Regions from separate parts of the Ovis aries genome. Here region 1 is linked to region 2. The links are chromatin contacts, called in public Hi-C maps. All regions are on one chromosome and are shown on one strand. The core of a region is the stretch at or near the end of the contact, and the rest is flanking DNA. Distances in the headings are between cores, read along the strand shown. Region 1 holds the start of SNRK (SNF related kinase). Region 2 overlaps LOC105603397 (a long non-coding RNA gene).

Region 1 (5,376 bases), core at 2,038-4,537, 130 kb after region 2:
AAACAGATGGAAAGTTAAGCAGTCTGCCCACAAGGGTATGTAAGTCTTAGAGGTGGGGCAGGTGGTCAGTGCCAGGCAGTGTCTGCCGTGTTTCCCAGTTCACAGGTTGCAAAGAAGCAGAGTTAAGGGCTGGCATTTTCAGTCCTTCCTTGCAACTGTTAAGAATATATTACACATGCGCATACACACACACACATGCACACACATGCACAGGCCTTAACAAACATCTGAGCTAAAAGAATTAGGGATGCTAATGGATGCCAAGTGGGTAGTGAGGGAAACTCTTTGAGAAACTCTTCAGGCCATTCCAGTGAAGTATTAATTTTGGTCCTACTGGAATGAAGCCAGGATTCAGACATGTACAAGTATCAATGTATAAAATGACTAATTAAATATGCAAAAGGAAATTATAAAATTAAATGTCACAACTCAAAACTGAGCCATACGTGAATCCTCAGTCTCTGTTTTCAGTATATTTGAAATGCTTCTATATTATGAAAATTAACAATATCTAGAAATGGTATAACCTTGTTATACATGCTGCTTTAGGGGGGTAGTCCCAAGATGAAAATGGCAGTTTTTTCATCAATTGGCTTGCTTTTCACATCTTAACCTAATTTGTAGCATCTCCCTGGTTGTCTTCCAATAAACAGCAACTTCCCTAAATCAGTGGCATTATGTTATTTCGGAGATCTGAATCACGGAGAGTGTAATCCAAGCCTGCATGCTCCATCTTGTCATTTGTGCGGAGTGCTGTATATCTAATTAAAGCTTCTTACAGGTCCATAAAAAGACCTAACATTAAAAAAGCAGTCTGGGTTAGAGAAAACCCCAGGGCAGACTGAAGAAGGGGGTTCTCATTAACAATGAACACATTTGCTTAAATTCAAAGTTGAGTAATCATATATTAATTTATACTTGAATATTTAAAAATATTGCCTAAGCATAATCAGCTCATGCTACCACATTGATGGTGTGGAACTGAAAATGGGTCATGTTCTTGCCAGCAGCACTCCAGCTTCCCAAGAAACACCGGAGATGAATAAATGATTCACCACATGGCCAGGACTGCAGCCCTTTCTCTGGAAGAGAATTCAAGCCCACTTTATTTAAACAAAGGTATTATTCCTTTTTATTTATTGTTTTTCTATTCTTGTGTTGCATTTTCTGTATAGAATTTATTCAAAACCTGAGTTACATATTTTTCAAGGGCTTATCTATTAAGATGTTGTTTTGTGATGACTGTTCTATTTCAGGGGCTACACACCTGGTGGTGGAGGTCTTCAACCACTGGAATTCCCTTGGGGACCATTAGAATGGTATTTTTTCCCCTTTACTTGGCTGTGGGGTTCCCTGAATAGTGATACCTCCCTAAGGAGAAAAGTGCAAGGCCTCGCCACTGTTTTCCAGCAACAAAGGAATGAATTCCACAAGCTCCTGCTGAACATACTGCTAGAGTTAGAATGTGTGTCAAAGTGAGATGATTCTTTGAAGGTCTTTGTAAGCCAGTGTTATCCTAAGGTTGGGGCCTCGACTCAGCCCTGAGGGGCAGAGGCCCATAGCCCAAGGCTTTTCCCAGCCAGTGACATCACCCCATGCCAGAGTGTTAGGGTAACTTGGAGTCCTCCTTTAACCGTGCCCCCCCCCCACTTTAAAAAAATATATTATAATAAGCCTTTATTAGATACCTTTTATAGCAAGACTGTTCTAATTTTATTTTTGCTTTTTTTTTTTTTAAAGAATTGGAGTATAGTTGCTTTACAGTGTTGTGTTTCTGCTATACAGCAAAGTTAATCAGCTATATTTATACATATATTCCCTCTTTTTGGATTTCCTTCACATTTATGTCATCACAGAGCAGAGTCCGTTCCACTCTGTGTAACCCCATGGACTGTAGCCCTCCAAGCTCCTCTGTCCATGGGATTCTACAGGCAAGGGTACTGGAGTGGGTTGCCATTCCCTTCTCCCTTCCTGACCCAGGGATCGAACCTGCATCTCTTCCTGGACTGCATCTCCTGCGTTGGCAGGCGGGTTCTTTAGCACTAGTGCCACCTGGGAAGCCCCCATTAACTTCCATTATTACCCTCAGTGTTTGTACCTCCCAACAATCCACTCTTGCTTTCCAGTCATCTTCAGACATGCAAAGTAGATGCCCAGGAGACAGTCTGAAAAAAACAGGCTTCTGACGTTTGCAGCTCAGCAGAGACAATTGCTCAAGCCATCTAGATTTCTTTTTTCCCTCCAGTCGATCTAATCACATTTGGAGCATCTAAGCAGCGCACCCCCTCCCCTGCCTTCCACGCGGCAGTTTGTGCCCTTTTTTGCTAGGGGTCCTCTCCTGGGGGAGGGGTGGAGGGCTGGGAGAAACCGAAATGGAAAAGCAAGTTGGAGAATCTGGCTTCTGGCGTGTCACTTATTTCCAGAAAGCAAGGGCAGCTGATCTCCATGGCGCGCCAGGCTTCCAAGGATGGTAGATGGGAGCGCCTGCCCCTCTCTCTCACCCTCCCAGACTCTACACTCTGGCCGTCGCTAAGCTCCATTTGGGAGCCTCCTGCCTGGTGACCATGGCGCTGAACCATCCAGGGCACGGTTCATGCCTGGCATGTTCTGAGTCCCTGACTTGACATGCTTTAATACTTCTCACGACCTTTCGCCTTTTCACGCTTTTCCAGAGGAGGCAGCCTGGCCAGGCAAGGGTCTCCTGCTGACTTTTAAAGCCAGCGCTGTGTTCAGATGCTGGGCTTTTTTCTCTTTTTTAAAAATAGCACAAAATCAACACAATTCCTTCTAATTGGGTTCCCAGAGAGAAACTGTAGAGAAAAAAAAATATGTACGTGTATTCGTGAACGTATATTTTTTTCCCGCTCTTTGTTTAAACCTGGGCCGGGGATGTTGGTGAACCTTTAGAAGGGTGAAGTGCCTGGTGCCCTCAGACCCCCGCCCCAAGACGCAGAGTCCCGTGAGGACCCGGTCCTTTCCCTCCGATTTCCGCCACGGCTCGGCTACTTTTCTGGGCCATTGTCCCGTGTCCCTAGTGCTTCCTCCTTCATCAGCTTGGTCTTGCTCGGGCGCCTCGCCCGCTTCCTACCGCCAGCCGCAGCCCAGACTCGCTGGGGTCGAGGCGCTGCCAGGATGCCCTGCAGCAGCTCGCGCGCCGAAGCCCGCAGGTGCGCCCCGCCCCGCCCTCGCTGCGGCCCCTCCCCGGCGCCTGCGTCACAATGACGCGCGTCCCGCGCAGGCGCGTCTCGGTCCTCCACCCCCTCCCCGCGGCCGGCTGCCCGCTTGGTATTATGATTAGTGCTGGGTGCGGGGATTCGGCGGCCGGGAGGGAGTTGTCGGCGCCGCGGCCGCTGCGGACGGAAGCCCGCCTGCTTGCTGAGGTAGGGGCGAGCGCGCAGTGCACCCGGGAGCGGCGGCCGTGGGCGGGGGACTGGCTGGCCTCCGCCGCCGAGTGGCCTCAGCGGTTGCCGGGCTGGGCGGCGGGGCTGGGGCGCCCGCCGCAGGCGGAAAGTAAGTTGCGCGCTCCGCGCTCCCCGCGTCGCGGGCCGGGGAGGACGCGGGCCCTGGGCTGCGGCGGCCCAGACTCCGCGCGGCGGCGGTGCGGCCTGATGGCCTGGCGGCAGGCAGCGGGCGGCGGCGGGGCCCGCACGGGAGCGGGCATTGCGGCGGCCGGCCACGGGCGCCCCGAGGCCCTGCCCTTGCGGCCGCGGCGGGATTGCGGCACCTCGGGAGGCGCCCGCATCCCCGCGCCCCGCCCCGGAGCGGGCCGAGTGCGGCGCCCGCGGATCCCCGCGCCCAGGTTCTCTCGTACGGTGTTTTATTCACTAAAGGTGTTTTCCTTCTTCAAAAGAATCTGGAGATCTGGCGCAGCAAGGGGATTTCTTGCTAAAACTGCAGCCGTACAATAGAATGGGGATATTGTTGTCTGTAGAGAAAGGGCATCGGGGTAAGGAAGGAGGAGCAGTGCCATTCCCGAGGGACAGCTAGAATTTTTTCAGATTGGAAAACCTCCGTTCTTTTCCATAGTCATCGCCTGTTGATTCCTTTCTGGACCGTTTTACAAAACCCTTCCTTCCGTTTGCTTGGACTTGGGATTCAGGAAAGTGACAGCCTTTTATCCTGAGTAGGGTTCCTGGAGCTGTGCTATTCTTAACACTTGGGTCAGGTAAAATTCTGTAGCTGTATAGTGAGTTCGGTTCAAGTCCAGTATTTGGAGGGGGTGAGGGGGCATTTAGCAGTAGGGTTCTTCAGCTTCTGGACGTCTAAGGGTATAAGATTTTTCACACTATCTAGTTACTTCCCCCCATTCCATTTAATTGAGTACATTGTCACAATTTTAGGAGCAGGTGGTAAAGCTGACTTAATGCGTTTCACGTTTTATGGTGAAAGGTGAAGCGTGGCTAGCAGGTAATAGAACTGCAAATGTTTCGCGTCTTGATCAGATTCCACCTGATTCCTATCAAACACCAGATGCCTCAGTTTGGGTTCCGTGTGTGGGGTTGAGGCGCTAGTCCCAAATCAGTCTAATTTATCAGAATGTGTATCAGTGTACTTTAAAGCCTGAGGTTGTCAAGGCTTATGTAATCAGTTTGTTAATTTATAATCTTGTTACATTGCTCTCCAGATTTATAAAATCATTCCCTTAAGGAAATCTGTCCTCAACGTCTGCTTAAATATTTTTCTTGGAATTGGATTCCTGAAGAGGAATGTACTGTGCTAATGGTGATTAAAGCAAACTAATTAGACAAGTTTCTTAAAAAAAAAAAAATCACGTTGGTTCTTTTATTCGACCAATTGTTTCTAGTAGGAAAACAGATGACATTCCCATTCTACAGAACTAAAAATGAGAGAAATGACATTGCCAAGGTCACTTACTGAGGCAAGTCACTTACTGAAGCAGTATACTAATTGAAAGCCAGGTGCATTGAGTTAACTTTTCTCATTTCTCCATCTTTAAGGTTTTCCTGGCAGGGAACTTTGCCACCTATTTTTTTTTTTAATTTGCATTTTAAAAAATCGTTTTCTTTAGTATAGAAAAGTTACTTTCTGTGTATTTTTTTTTCTCTCTGCTCTTCTGAGTAAGTTTTTCTGTATTATTGCAGTAAGAGCCATTTGTAGAAAACATACAAGGACTGAGAAGTTACATAATTTTTATTTCTAGAACAGAAGTATACATTGGGCCGTTAAGGTTCAGATGTAATCCCATAATCCTAAAATGAAGGCTTTTGAATGTCCGTATTAAAATTGAAGGGCTTTCAGATGTTTTTACTGGTTGCAGGAAATATTGTGTTAAACTTTACTATGGGTGTTTCATATAGAAAGTGAAACTGAATAGAAGGAAAAAAAACTATTTTGGAAGCTATTGAGCAGCCCAGG
Region 2 (6,014 bases), core at 1,235-3,734:
TCAGGAGCCGCGGCTCCCGGGCTCTAGAGCACATGGGCTCAGTAGCCGTGGTTCCCGGGCTCTAGAGCACAGGCTCGGTAGCTGCAGCTCCCAAGCCCAGGCTCAGTAGCCGCGGCTCCTGGGCTCTAGAGCACATGGGCTCAGGAGCCGCGGCTCCCGGGCGCTAGAGCACATGGGCTCAGGAGCTGCGGTTCCCGGGCTCTAGAGCGCAGGCTCAGCAGTTGAGGCACAGGGACTCATTGCTCTGCGGCATGTGGGATCTCTCTGGACCAGGGATCCAACCTGTGCCTCCTGCATTGACGGGCGGATTCTTTACCGCTGGCCACCAGGCAAGCCTGGGAGGGTATTTTAAAAAATACTTTTAAGTTATGCTTTTACAACAGCAAAGAAAGTAAAAGTCACCTTGGAGTCCGTATTCCAGAAATAAACTTTCTAATTCTGGGGTGTATTTTATGGAGGTCTTTATTATCAGAAATATTTTTACGAAGCTGAGAAATCACTGTCTAGCATTTTTTTCTCTTCCTCCCAATTTGTTGATTTTCTTAGCCTGCCATTCCCTATGAAAGGTGCAACATATGGTAAAGGAATTTTCCTCCGCTGGAGGTTTTGGAACTCATTCAGAACAATTCTGTGGCCATTGTTTTGGCTGAAATATGTGCTTTAAAAGAAAAAAAAGAAAGAAAGAAACCTGCTACTTAGAATCAGGAGTCATGGAGCTGAACATAGTCCAGGAAGTGCAGATTGACTCTTGCTACAACAAAACCCCTTTTCCACAAAGGAACACCACTGGAAAAGAACCCTAAAGTCCACAGGATTATGCCTCAGTGCCCACCCCCCTCTCCTTTTTGCTTATTTGCATATTTCAAGGTTTTTTTTTTTAACAATGAACATGTACTGCTTGTATAACAAAAACATTGAAAAAATCAGTAAGATAAAGGAAAAAAAGACACATAAAGGCATTTTATGTGTAGCACAACCTGAAGTGCCAGAGGATGGCAATAGATTTTCCACCAGGAAGAGGTCTAGTGATGAAGTAAGTTGGAAAACGTAGAGTTAAACAAAGCTAATTGGATTTCTTCCCTGTAATACTTCTCAGAGTCTTTAAGATGCTGGTGGGTAGTTTGACCCTGAAGAGAGGGCTGTTCTCAGCAGTGTAACCAACAGTACTGGATCTCTGAACCCCTCTCATGAGGAGTATCCCTGCCCACTGTCTGTAGGACGCATTCTGGAAAATGCTTTTCCAAAACACTGTGCCTGCAGAATGGGGAGACGCCCTATTCCCTCTAGGCCACGTTCTCGGGAGATCTGCGGAGCTGACTGTGAGGAAATTTGCGGCTGTGACAGCTCTCAGACCAGGTGCTCTGCTGCAGTCTCACCGGCTGGTTAAGAAGGGTGGCCAGGTCCATTATGGATTTTATTATCAGTCTAGAGATCTGGAAAGGAGAAAGACATTCGGAGGCATCTGGTTGGCAGGATCACCGAGCCGTTCAGCAGAGACTGTAGGCTGTGAATAAGCAAAAGACAAATGCCCTTGAATTCCAAGGGCATAAAATATCCCTGCAAATGGGTCAGCTGAAAGGACAATCAAAGGAGCAGAGGGGAGCGGGGAGAGCAGTCAGGTTGGAGGCTGCCCGTATCCCCTGGGGTCTCACCATAGCTGCGGCTGCTCTCCAGCTGCCAGTAACTGCATCTCTCCCTGGAAAGGCCAGAGGTACCTAAGAATTGATGGACAGCAGCCCACAGCCCATGAGGAGCTTGCCTGCATCTCCAGGGGGATGACTGAGGTGCCCAGTTTACGGTGGCTCCCAGCAGCCCCCAGTGGGCTGACTCTCCAGTTGCTCACAGTGGCCTCTGGTTTGATAACAAACCCTGTATTAGCTGCCTTCCCTTCCCTGCCTCACTCTACCTAGGAAACAAGGTTAAGTCCTGCAGAAATTTCTTTGCTGGTTAAGATGACTAGTATGAAGTCCTGCTCCTCTGAATTTCCATCAATTCTCCAAGCCAAGATTTGCGGCCCTCCGGTGAGTGAAGAACAGTTCCATCTCATTTCTGACAGAGGGCAGCATTTCGTTTTCTACCGCAGGGAGGTGTATTCCTGGAGCTTGCAAATGACGCCAGCTCAAAATAAAGAAAAACAAATTGAAATGAGGATTTTAATCACTGTGAACGGAATGAAAGGCTGTGTCAGCGTTTCCATGGTAAGTGCCGTCTTTCAGGGATTTATCATCCCAGCTGTAAAAACATGCTTTATGCTAGGATTTGGCAAGAGCCAGGCTTCAGTCACTGAAAATCTATACATTATTAAAGATTTCACTTTCAATCAAGTCGGAAACGTGACTCCGTGAAAATGGCACAGAATGCCCCTTTGCCCCTTGGGGCTGCCAACCATGCCCACTGCATCTACTGCCAAGTCCGCTCGGCCCCAGCTTGGAGGAGTGGCGGAGCCGCAGCCCCTGGCCCTCTCCAGACTCTGCTTTGCCTCCTGGAGATGGTTACACTGAAGAAAATGCCTGTTTTTCTGTGGAGGCAAAGTGGTGGTCCTTGTGAGGCCCTGTCTATGGGGCCGTAGGTGGCTCTCCTTTGAGCACTGGTCCTCTCGCCCCCTGTCCCACTTCCCCGGTCCCAGGCCATCGATGGGAGAGAGGGGCGTCAGCACCACCTCACAGCATGCTCCGTCTCTCAGCCCCTAATGGCACTGTAAGTGGAAGAATCACAGACTGAGTTTACTGGAAACCTTAGACTTGTTCTGATTGCAGCTCGCAGCTTGAGCTCCAGGGATGCGAGGGGAATGAAGATCACAAACGTCAGCTGAAGAGGAGGCACTCTGGGTGAAACAAGATGCAGTCTGAACCTCGGTCACATCACATCCAAGTCACCTCTGCTTGGCTTCAAACAGTACCAGGTTTGTTTTGTGTGTGTGTGTGTGTGTGTCTTTTAAAAAAGTTTTTCTTGATTGAAGGATAATTACTTTACAATACTGTGATAGCTCTTACCGTACATTGGTATGAGTCGGCCATAGGCATACATGTGTCCCTTCCCTCCTGAACCCCCCTTCCACCTTTCTCCCCACCCCATCCCTCTAGGTTGTCACGCAGCACCGGCTTTGAGTGCCCTGCATCATACATCAAACTCCCACTGGCTATGTATTTTACATATGGTATATGTCTCAATGCTGTTCTCTCAGATCGTCCCACCCTCTCCTCCCACTGAGTCCAAAAATCCATTCTTTATGTCTGTGTCTGCATAGGACCGTCGGTACCGTCTTTGTAGATTCCATATATATGCATTAACATGCTCCTTCTCTTTCTGACTTACTTCACTCTGTATGATAGGCTCTAGGTTCATCTGCCTGATTAGAACTGACTCAAATGCATTCCTTTTTATAGCTGAGTAATATTCCATTTCTGTCCTTTATCGAGCCCATCTTTGCATGAAATGTTCCCTTGGTATCTCTAATTTTCTTGAAGAGATCTCTAGTCTTTCCCATTCTGTTCTTTTCCTCTATTTCTTTGCCTTGATCACTGAAGAAGGCTTTCTTATCTCTTTTTGCTATTCTTTGGAACTCTGCATTCAGATGCTTATATCTTTCCTTTTCTCCTTGACTTTCGCTTCTCTTCTTTTCACAGCTATTTGTAAGGCTTCCCCAGACAGCCATTTTGCTTTTTTGCATTTCTTTTCCATGGGGATGGTCTTGATCCCTGTCTCCTGTACAATGTCACAAACCTCATTCCATAGTTCATCAGGCACTCTATCTACCAGATCTGGGCCCTTAAATCTATTTCTCACTTCCACTGTATAATCATAAGGGATTTGACTCATTGGAAAAGACTTCGATGCTGGGAGGGATTGAGGGCAGGAGAAGAAGGGGACGACAGAGGATGAGATGGCTGGATGGCATCACTGACTCAATGGATGCGAGTCTGAGTGAACTCCGGGAGTTGGTGATGGACAGGGAGGCCTGGCGTGCTGCAATTCATGGGGTGGCAAAGAGTCGGACATGACTGAGCGACTGAACTGAACTGAACTGAACTGAATATTCCCTTGTGTATATGTACCACAGCCTCCTTATCCATTCATCTGCCGATGGACATCTAGGTTTCTCCCATGTCCTAGCTATTGTAAATAGTGCTGCAGTGAACGCTGGGGTACGTGTCTTCTAAATTACACTTTTCTCAGGGTTTATGCCCAGTAGTGGGGTTTCTGGGTCACATGATAGTTGTAGTCCTAGTTTTTAAAGGAAGTTCCCTGCTCTTCTCCATGGTGGTTGTATCAGTCTACATTCCCACCAATGATCAGGACCTGATTTAGCGACACTGTGGTGTGCCCTTTATTTGAAACAGGCGGATGTGGGTGGAGAGAAAGCTTTTGCAATACAGGAGAAAAGGTACCAGCAGAAGGACCACTTTTTGTGATCTGAAATGAATCCTCAGTACATGTGCCAGCCCGTGTGTTTATCAGGTCTCAGGGATTAGCAGCTGCATCTTCCCCTGACACAGGGGTAGGTACTGTTATTCCCATTTAAAAGATGAACAGATCGACATTCAGAGGTTGAGAAACTCGTCTCCATGGAGGCTCATGTAGAGCACGTGGCAGAGTGAGGCCTCGGGGCCAGATCTTCCTGACTCCAGTCAGGTCTCTCCCTCAACACAGTTCAGCGGCCGCACTTTCAGATTCCACCAGCCCATCTCCTCGTTCTGCCCGGGGTGGTGGGCAGCCTGGCACAGAGTGAGGCATGGATGGCAGCCCAGCAGAGTCCTGCTGCTGGGAGAGATGACAGCTGCAGAGGGCAGGCTTGGGAGCGCTGGCTGAACTCAAAAGGGGCTGACTTGTTTTTTTAAAGGTGTATTTATTTATGACTGTGCTGGGTCTTCATTGCTGCACACGGGCTTTCTCTAGTTGTGATAAACAGGCGCTACCTTCTAGTTGTGGGCACGAGCTTCTCATTGAGGTGACTTCTCTTGTGAAGCATGGGCTCCAGGCACGCAGGCTGTAGTAGTCGCTGCTCACGGCCTCAGTTGCTCTGCAGCATGTGGGATCTTCTCAGAACAGGGATCAAACCTGCGTCTCCTGCTTTGGCAGGTGAATTCTCAACCAGTGTACCATCAGGGAAGCCCCAGACTTGTTCGTAGTGCAGACATTTTTTGAGGGCTTACTCTCTTCCGGGGACAGTTGGAAGGGCTGGCTGTGTGTTATATGTTTCAGCAGCTGCCTGAGCTATGTACTAGTATTATCTCTGTTCTACAAATGAGGAAACGAGGAACAGAGAGACTGAGTAGTTTGCCCAAGGTCACACGGAAGGAGAAGAAGGAGATGAAGACGGGATTTCAGCCCAGGCAGCTTGACTCTCAAGATCAAACCAGGGAACGCTTGCCTGGGGAAGGCGAGTTGCCCCAGGCTCAGAGCGCTCTCTCATAGCCTAGTCAGAAATGTCTGGGACAGGACTTCAGGCCAACGGGCGCTCCCCTCATCATCCTGTTGACCAGGCAGATTCTGCAAGAGGTGAGGCGGCTGCCGCGGGGCGTCCTCTCTTCCTCCAGAGGCAGAGCCAGCTGAAGGTGCAGCATCTTGGTTGCACCAAGAAGTTTTGGTTTTGCATTTCTGAGCTGGCCTAAGACAGTTTTCCACTGGCACTTAGCTATATTGGTTTATAAGGCAATCGATGGGGTAGAACCTTCTGAACAGTCGAGGCCTACACCGGGGATAGGGAGAGAGGAATGGTCAGGGACTATAATAGGAACAAAGGAAGAGCGAAAGTCAGGAATGAAAGTGTGACTTCACTATCGACCTTACAAAAACAGAAGGGTTTTTAAGGGACTGACATGAATCATCATATGCCATAAGTTAGACGGCAAAGGTGAAGTGAGTAAATTCTCAGATACAAACCATAAAGACATACTCAGGAGGAAATGGGCGTTATGAACAGACTTACAAGTAGAGAGACTGAATTCATGATTTTAAAACTTCCCTCGAAGAAAAATTCAGGCCCATATGGATTCACTGGTAAATTATACCAA

The links. A called contact is a pair of places that touch in the nucleus more often than the background predicts.
Region 1: a Hi-C map of mixed tissues shows a contact between it and region 2, with 2.7 times the contacts expected there. The contact joins the promoter of SNRK here to the enhancer-like site in region 2. A contact is called at or near these places in 3 of 16 Hi-C or Micro-C datasets (hypothalamus, mixed tissues and tail adipose tissue).

What each region holds. Positions count from the first base shown.
Region 1 is chr19:15,217,394-15,222,769 of ARS-UI_Ramb_v3.0, forward strand. SNRK (SNF related kinase) reads left to right here and starts at 3,288. Exons shown (of 8, transcript XM_060402134.1): 1 at 3,288-3,380.
Region 2 is chr19:15,090,972-15,096,985 of ARS-UI_Ramb_v3.0, forward strand. It overlaps LOC105603397 (a long non-coding RNA gene), which reads left to right. Exons shown (of 10, transcript XR_009597390.1): 1 at 1-2,198; 2 at 2,757-2,902. Among named protein-coding and RNA genes, the nearest start is that of POMGNT2, 47 kb to the left of the region's middle. Within about 2 kb of position 2,485, at least 3 of the 54 cell types and tissues checked have an H3K27ac peak or open chromatin away from gene starts, as enhancers often do.